Regions from separate parts of the Bicyclus anynana genome. Here region 1 is linked to region 2. The links are chromatin contacts, called in public Hi-C maps. All regions are on one chromosome and are shown on one strand. The core of a region is the stretch at or near the end of the contact, and the rest is flanking DNA. Distances in the headings are between cores, read along the strand shown.

What was found. Hi-C and Micro-C count contacts between places; a contact is called where the count stands out from the background.
Region 1: a Hi-C map of whole larva shows a contact between it and region 2, with 4 times the contacts expected there. The contact joins the enhancer-like site here to the promoter of LOC112043399 in region 2. A contact is called at or near these places in 2 of 2 Hi-C or Micro-C datasets (whole body and whole larva).

What each region holds. Positions count from the first base shown.
Region 1 is chr15:611,324-615,712 of ilBicAnyn1.1, reverse strand. LOC112043399 (frizzled-2) reads right to left here. Exons shown (of 2, transcript XM_052885856.1): 2 at 1,600-4,389. The coding sequence ends at 3,058. It overlaps LOC112043417, which reads left to right. Exons shown (of 11, transcript XM_024078819.2): 11 at 1-1,009. Among protein-coding and RNA genes, the nearest start is that of LOC112043417, 13 kb to the left of the region's middle. Within about 2 kb of position 1,837, at least 8 of the 8 cell types and tissues checked have open chromatin away from gene starts, as enhancers often do.
Region 2 is chr15:573,382-577,939 of ilBicAnyn1.1, reverse strand. LOC112043399 (frizzled-2) reads right to left here and starts at 1,766. Exons shown (of 2, transcript XM_052885856.1): 1 at 1,353-1,766.

The DNA.
Region 1 (4,389 bases), core at 588-3,087, 38 kb before region 2:
TTTGCACCTTAGGATATTTCTTTTATTTTTTTTATTTATTGAGAAGTTAGTTATAGCTTGGCAAATTCGTTAATGACACTCCCATGATATGCGGGCGACGAGGGGAAAGGACTGCGCGGGTGTGAAGTCGTGCGCGCGGGACATCGCTACCGGCCCGGCCCGCGCGGATCGTCGTGAGTGTTACGAACAAATTTAACAAGCTATAGACTTCGATCTCAATGTAATCTGATGTAAGCGGGCTTAATTGGAAGAGGTACAAGTGTCAAGTTTTACCAATATATCTCTGAAGGTTTCAACGCAGCATCGTACCGGAACGCTTAGTCACTTGGTGACTAGCCACGATGAATGCCTACCGACAAAGCAGATCTGAGCCAGTATAGAAAATCCTAAACTGACCTGAGCTGGAAATCGAACTTGGTGCTCTCTGTTGAGAAACACAGCACTACAGCAGAAGCAGTTGCTACTGCTGTTCTAGTCGTTACGGCTGTTGACCTCTCTGGTGCTGTTACAATCACCGGTCAACGGCCGTGAACGCGGTTAGGATCACAATTTCACTTTGTTACGATTATTATCGAAAAACCAGGGGAGCGATGGTTTCTCGTCGAATGGAACCAAACTAGCTTAGTTTCCGTTTTAAATCTCATGACCAATATCGTCCATAAGCAAAGTCAGCGGCAAACACTACAGTTCAGCGGGCGGTCATCGATCTTACTTGATGCATTTACTTGATCTTGAAGGTTATAATATCTTACTGGTGACATGACTGACTGATCCTCAATATTGACAATAGTTGCGCAGTCTGCGCTAGCGTATTACAAGATTTTGTTTCCTAAATAGTTTTTGATGAACGTCCATAGGTTTGTAGACTGTTTTACAAGTTATTTTAACGGTGCCGGACGAGGAATGTTCAAACTAGCATTATTGTAACTATTTTATGATATAGGTACATAATAATTAATTAGGTATTATTGTAAGAATGTCCTTTAAATAAAAATTTACAGACTGACAATTTTTTGTTTGTATTGTTGCTACCAAACCTAAACCTGCCTCTGTCAACGTGATAAATACAATTTATAGTTGCGCCTGATAAATTTACATAACTGTTACTATGTCCTTCACAACGAAATAAAGCAGCTACTTAACGGCAAAAATTAGTAAGTGAATACTGTATTTCACAAGACGAGTTCTGTGAGAGAAGTTCAGTAGAAGGTAGATAAAAAATTCTTGTCGTCTTGTTTTAATAGAAGATATATAAAATGGAACTTTTTACCCAAGGAAAAAGCATGACCAGAGCCTATTTCGAGACATAAGTATCAGTCAGTATAGTTTAGCAAAGTCGAATATTAATTATTTTCATCTTTTTTATCTGTAATGCGCCCTCTGTATGACTGTTCATAACAAGAATGCGATGTCTCAAGTTCGACTCCAACCAAGTACCTAAACGTAACTAAGTATTTTCTATGCAAGCATGCCCCATTAAGACCAATTATTTCTATCTCATCTACACTTCCCATCAGATGATACAGTAGTGGTGATTTATGCACGGGTCTCGGGGGCTCAGTTATCAGTACAAAAACGGGAAAACAAAAACAAGAGTGGTACATAAAAAAGTCACTTTATTTATCTACAGTTAGGATATAAAATAAATTACATAAATGATTTATCGGCTGCGGTGTCCGTGTATACATGAACATCCCACTTCTCGTTTATTATTTATTTATTAATTACAATTATATAGAAAGATAATACAAAATTATTGCACTTCACATGAGGTTCTAGGTTACCAACCAATCACATGAAAATTAGTACTACTACTAGACGATAGGTGGCGGTATTATCAGCTATTAGCCCTCAGGTGGCGCTACTGGTACGCGTTAGAGCCATCTGTTGGATACTTTACACAATCGCACTTACAATGTTGTTACATAGATGGCGCTGTTACAAAGTCAACGCGCGCGAACTGGTTACAATAATAATTATCTCTGATTTACCTACTATACGCGTGATTACAATTTAACAATCACATTATAGACTTATATTTATTTACAAAAAGGTGACTTATTTTACAAAGAAAACTTATATTAATTTTACTATACAGACATTTAATTGAAGTATTTTCATGGAATATGTGTTAACACTCATCAGTAATTCACTACATATTTATTGTGTTTGCGATTGGCAGTGTTAATCAGTCCTTAATCAGTCATTTAATATTTCTGTGCTCGTATGAATTCTCCTTAAGAAAGTAACGTTTTCATAAGATCAACAGTATTGTATCAAACTTTTTTAAAGATAATTCAAATAGCAAGTTAACTACCAGATCAAGTTAAATTACTAATGTGCATGTTTTCTAACCTAGAGCGTTGGTATTGACCAGGTAATAGCACTTAATGTCTTCTTCCGTCAAGTTCACCCTACAGCGGCGAGTTCCGTGGTATTAACTAGTTAATTGTCAATAAAATAAATGGTTAGATAAGTGCTGAAGTTTCAATTCGCTTTACAAGTTCACAGTCACAGGAGGTAGTCCACTTCTACAGGTAGATCTTACATATTACACGGTCAAGCCTCGACTGTTTATGACATTCAAGTCGGGATGATGGTGTAATGATGTCTAATGTATATTGTTCTGTCTTGCTACGATTTCAATGTCATACACAGTCAGGGCTCGGATTGTTGGAGGTGGTGTTATATTCCTAGATTTACGAGCATATATTTGTATTAGATGATGGAAATAGACACTAAGCACTTCACAGTTTACAAAAATAGAAAACAAATTGTGCATAGTCTATGACACGGCATCAGCTTTTCACAAAGCACTCTCTATGACACTACGAATTTGGAAAGTTCGAGAAGCGATGCGGGCTCGGACGCCACCGCCGCACTTACACTATTACGTATATGCGTATGCGTGTTCACGCTAGGACTAGACACAGTTCGGGGCGCTGGCACTGGCGCTCACACGGGCCCGTAGTCGGACAGCGGCTGCGCCGAGCGCGCGGAGGGCGCGGAGGGCGCGGGGGCGGGCGGGGCGGGCGGGGCGGGCGGCCCCGCGTCGCGTCACACGGCGCCCTTGACCAGCGCGCGCTGCGCGGGCGGCGGCGCGCGCCCCCCGCGCCACACGCGGCGCCACGACTCCAGCGTCTTGCCCGACCAGATCCACACGCCCGACGTGATGCCCACGGCCAGCGCCATGAAGTACTTGAGCATGAGCGCCGAGTAGACGGGGCGCGGGCCGCACGCCGCGCCGCACGCCACGCGCCGCAGCCAGCGCTCGCGCCCGCCCGCCTCGTACGCCAGGCAGCCGATCACCACGCCGGCCGGCACGGCGTACAGCACGCTGAACACGCCGATGCGGATCATGAGCTTCTCCAGCTTGTCGGCCTTGGAGCCCGCGCCCGCGCCGCCCTGCCGCTTGATGACGCTGCGGATGCGGAACAGCGACACGAAGCCGGCCAGCAGGAAGGAGGCGCCCAGCGCGAAGTACACCACGAGCGGCGCCAGCACGTAGCGCCGCAGGTGCTCGGGCGACGAGTTGCCCACGTAGCACACGCCGGCCACGGGGTCGCCGTCCACGGCGCCCGCCAGCAGCACGGCCACGGTCTTGGCGGCCGGCACCAGCCACGCCGCCAGGTGGTAGTACTGCGCGTGCCCGGCGATGGCCTCGTTGCCCCACTTGAGCCCGGCGGCCAGGAACCACGCGAACGACAGCACCACCCACCAGATGGACGACGCCATGCCGAAGAAGTACACCAGCACGAACACCAGCGTGCAGGCGCCGGGCCCGCCCGCCGACGTCCGCAGCAGCGGCCCGTCACACGCCACGGCCTCGTGGCCCAGCGCCAGGCGCGCCAGGTAGCCCAGCGCCACCATGAAGTAGCAGGCCGACAGGTACACGATGGGCCGCTCGGGGTACTTGAAGCGCTGCGAGTCGATGGCGAAGGTGGTGAGCGTCATGAGCGTGGAGGCGGCGCACAGGCCGGCCCACAGCGCGACCCACACGGCGGCGAACTCCTTCTCCTCGCGCGAGAAGAAGGCGCCGCGGCACGGCAGGCCGCAGGCGGGCGCCGGCACGCCGGGCGCGCTGGCGTTGCGCGCGCGCAGCGCCACGAGCGGCGGGCGGCACGCGCACGCGCACTCGGCGGCGCCCGGCGCGGCGTCCCCCGGCGCGGCGTGTCCCGGCGCGCGCGCGGCAGCCGGGCCGTCGCAGTTTTTTGCGTCCTTGCAGGGCTTGGCGGGGCGGCGCGGCGGCGCGCGCGGCGGCTCGGGCTCGGCGGCGCGCTCGCTCTCCTCCATGCACAGGCGCTCGGGGTCGCCGAAGCGCGGCAGGCGCTCGCACGCCATGCGCTCGGGCCACTGGAAGCCGTACTTCTGCATGAGCGGCGCGCAGCC
Region 2 (4,558 bases), core at 517-3,016:
AATGCATAAATAATAAACAATAGCTAGGACTATCCCAGAGGCACAGTGAGCATGGTGTCCCGAGTTGCAGTGTACAAGTCAAGTTTGTTCCTTTGCAGCGTATCCGGTTGTTTGGGCATAAACAAAATTTTATTTTTCTCGGCGCGTAATTCTCGCGGGAACGAAACGACCCACGACCTTATTTTCATGAAATTAAATGTTATAGAGTTTCTACTATACTTTACAGTTTACTGCTATTGTGAAACGCTGGTTTACACTGCAGTGGTAACTTTCAAAGAAAAATAAATTACAGTTTACAGAAGCAAGCGGTTTGCTGAGTTATTCGATAGCTCGGTGTCCATATGAGTATATTTTTTTCTGAAAAATGTTTAAATTTGTTTCCAGAAAGCGTCAGACTTTGTACTTTGTTTGACTACAGGTGCTGATCTTTTATCAACATTTATTTCAAGTAGGCTCAGTTTAGAAGCACTTTTGACACGTAAGTTGACCATTTGTAAAGATTCTACCACCGGTTCTGCTGAAAAGAAACCGGCAAGAAACTCAACAGTTGCTTTTTTTTAAAAAAGTTATCTGTGCTGTGTGATAAACGCACCCTTGTTTTGTGATTTAGGTCAATGATAGGTATTTCATTAGCAAAAAATATTAAGTAGGGTAGGTTATTAATTTGTGTAAATTATTCTTCAGCTTTTTATTTTATTAACGTATTTTTTATTCCTGTCTGTAGATGTCTATTTACGATATTCTTGAGTGCAAGTCTAGATACCTACCTACTAAACAAATTTTTGTTTTTATTGAGATTTTTTGGAAATGAAATTCAGCTGGATCCGTCGTTTAAATGTGTATAATATATTTATGTATCTATATCTATTTTCAGTTTGATTTCTCGCGTACCTCAATAATATTACTTATTGCAGCCGCGTTACATCTTTATCAATCAACAATTCGAAAATGTGTTTTACGAAGACCATAGACATTACAGTAACAGTAGAGGGATATAGAACTCTTAACAAGTCCACTAATTAGGTATTAATTTTATCATTAGATTCACGATAAACAGTGTTGATGTTTAACTGATTTTTCCGTGATACGAGGCAAATTCTCAAGTTTTATCACAGTCAAAGTGCTATGTAAACAAAAGAAAACAATGCAAACAATTTACGGTTGTAGAGATAACGTTTAGCCAAGACAGAATGGCACGACCTTCCGACGGCGTTCCTTCGATCGATCGTAATCGCCTTGCACCGCTGCAAGATACCCGTGTATATTGCCCAATCTAGCCCGCAACTTATCAACAAAACAAATCCTGGCTTATCATCTAATACGTCAAATCGATATTCGATAACCGAACTCACCGTTTTCCAAGCAGCAGCTAACACAACACTACACATGTATTTCGAACACACCAAAACTTCACCGTCGTCTTAAACAAAACCTAATTGAATCCATGTTATCATTTAAAAGTATCGATCAGTCACACACTGGAAACCGTCCTCTGCGACGCGTTATATTTTTACATTCAGACACCGAAGATTTCTTCACTGTTCCGCCGTTGTTCTCACTTAATTTACAGGTGAAACGACTTCGACAGAATCCGATAACGTTTTGGAAGTGAGTTATTGTTGGGTCACAGTCAGCTGGGCGATTGTTTGAAACAAATGATAGCGAATAGCGATATTTACGAAAGCGTACGTAACCAACTACACAACACGCTGTCAAGAAGCGCGGAGAGGGACTGACCGGGTGGATTGCGGCGGACTGAGACGAGTGAATGAACGAGGGAGCGCGGTGTAGCCGAGGGGGGACGCGCGGGGGCGAACTGATGTCACGACTGTTTCGGTATACCCCGTCAATAGATGGCGCCTCTTGTCCTCTAGACAAACTCGCAGGAGCGCCGAGCGTTTGAAATTTTCTAAATAATTATGCAGCCATTCCCGTGTTCTGGAATTAGGAAGGCGTTTTCGAATTATCGTAGTCAAACGTTTGCTCGTGCTCTCCGCGCTTTATCGAATCCGCTCTTTCAATGTCCGGATTCAATTTACGGCTATCGAATTTTAAATTCCGTCTCCGACGGAAATTAGTGTGTGCACAGCGTTAGGTAGGTACGTTGAACCGGGAAAAATGGGAAAAACGGGGGGAAATAATTACAGTTTGTTTGAGCAGCTAAGTAAGTGGAAAAATGTAAAAATCTAGCAATTTTAAAAAGGCGATTGTACCTTATCCGTAGTCTGTGAAAATTTCTATTAAAGTTTGTAGAGTTTTTTTCCTCGATATCTACTGGGGGGATAGAGATCAATGAAGAAAGTCTTTGATTACTTTATCCCTTTGCAAGTTCGAAGCGATATTGAAGGGACGGCGTCGGCTACATTTTTTTGCTTTTTTATCTTTTTGAGAGGAACCTACTCTAAACAAAGGAACTTTAAGGCTTTATAAGCTTTTATAACTAGCAGTTATATATACCTAGGTTCGAGTGCATTTAGAACATTAATTAACAAACCCGCCAAGTTTGCGGCGTCAATCCACAATAAAGCAGTGTGATGGGTGTATATCCAATTCCCTCTCCTATAATGAGGGAAGCCAGACCAGCCAGCCAGAGGACATTTAGATATTATATATTGTATATAATATACTTATATTGATATTAAATTAATTTTTAATCTTTCATTTACTTATTTGTCCTTTTTTTAATTTTTAACAATGTTTATACAAAAATATAATACAAAACACTATTAAAAATAAAAAAATAAACCCTAGCGCTGCGGGACATTTGAGTGCCAAAGCAACCGGCGTTCATGGCTCTATCTAGAGTGAGGAACCTCCTCACAATAGCGCCGTCTCCAGAATCACTGCCTTCTGTATCCGACTCTTGATCCAACAGTTAAGTGAAAGCTTCTTAAGATGTTGGTCGAAGCTTTTCGCTATAAGACCATTGACTGAAAAAACTATCGGAACAATAATGCAATGATAATAATAGTTGACTCAACATTCCAGATGGCGGTAATCTCGTGAGAAATTTTGATACTTTTTTCCTTCTAAGCTTTAACCAGATTATCGTCATATGGAACAGGTATATCAATACTTATTGCATAACGCACTGACCGATTGACTAGTACTTTAACAGGTCTATTGGCAACAATATACCTGTCAGTGAAATCGTTCGGTCCCAATAGAGCAATGCACTGCTATTTTCAAGAACTGACGCTGGGTCGTACATAAAGCAAGGCATCTCAGAATCAATAAGACCTTACTGAAGAGCAAGCTGTTGGTGGATTATCTTGGCTATTTGAAAACTACAGAGATAACGAATGTAAATCTAATGATGCGTTCCCTCGCTCAGCCATTACAAATGTTTTAATTTTTTTTACATTACAAATTAAATGCTCAGGCATTGAAATTTTAACTCCATAGGTAACCAGTTTGGAAAACGGACACAAATTAGCAGGTAAGGTAAGACAGACATGAGTGATACAGCTAAAATAAAAACATATAAAAACAAACATCTCATTCCAAACCAATCGAAAAACTATTCACCATCGCGATAACCAAAATAAAATATAAACATTCAAAATGGCGGCGCGTATCGGACCTCATCGTAATTGATTTAGACCGCGGGTACACAATAAATCAGCGCGTTATCGTCCCTATCGCCACTCTATTGTTTATGGCCGGGTATCATCTGTCATATTCCATAGACAAGCCGAGTTTTATATACTAACTAGTGTGGCGACGAGCTTAGTTTACTCTCTATTTATTTTGGATAAAATGTTATCTCCGATGTAAAGTACTGTTTTTTATTCTTTGTTAATATTGGTGTTATGTAAGTAGATACTTATTCTGTGGCACAGTGCTAAGTAAATACGTATACTTTATTACTTATTCATAGATTATGAACAGATCTCGCGTCGCGCGTCACTATAGTCTGGCAAATTCATTGATAACACTCCCATGATATGCGGGCGACAGGGGGAAAGACTTCGCGGGTGTGAAATCGTGCGTGCGGGGAAGTGACGTGCATCAGTCGTGGGTTTTTCATTCATCGCTATACGCCCCCCGCCCTGCGCGAAACATCGGGAGTGTTACGAGCAAAGTTGCCAAGCTTTAACCTATTATTTAATTTAAACAAACGTTTCTTCTTATTTTTCCTCTCATTTTGCCCAATACCTATACGGAGTTAGTTTTCCCAAGCAAAAAGCGTCACTTCGAACGCTGATATACATCTTTGTCAGAGAGCCCCAATTTTTTCAAGTCCTTTTGGTTTGTCGTCAGCCAAGAAGTCAAAGGTCAAGAGGCAAGGGAAATACACTTTTTTACCAAATAATAATAGTTAGGTCTGTGTATCCTGTTTTATTGGTGCAACCATAATCGTAATAGTAAAAGTGCAACTAGGTATCAATTTAACTTATGTTTAAGTTAAATTATATACTTAGTTATATCTTTAAGGTAGATTCTATTTGTGAGTGGTGGACTGAATTTTGTTTCAATTTATAGTCATTGTTTATTATAAAATATTGCGTTATCGAAATGCTTTCGTCGTAAAATAAGTTATTTTTTGTGCGAAACT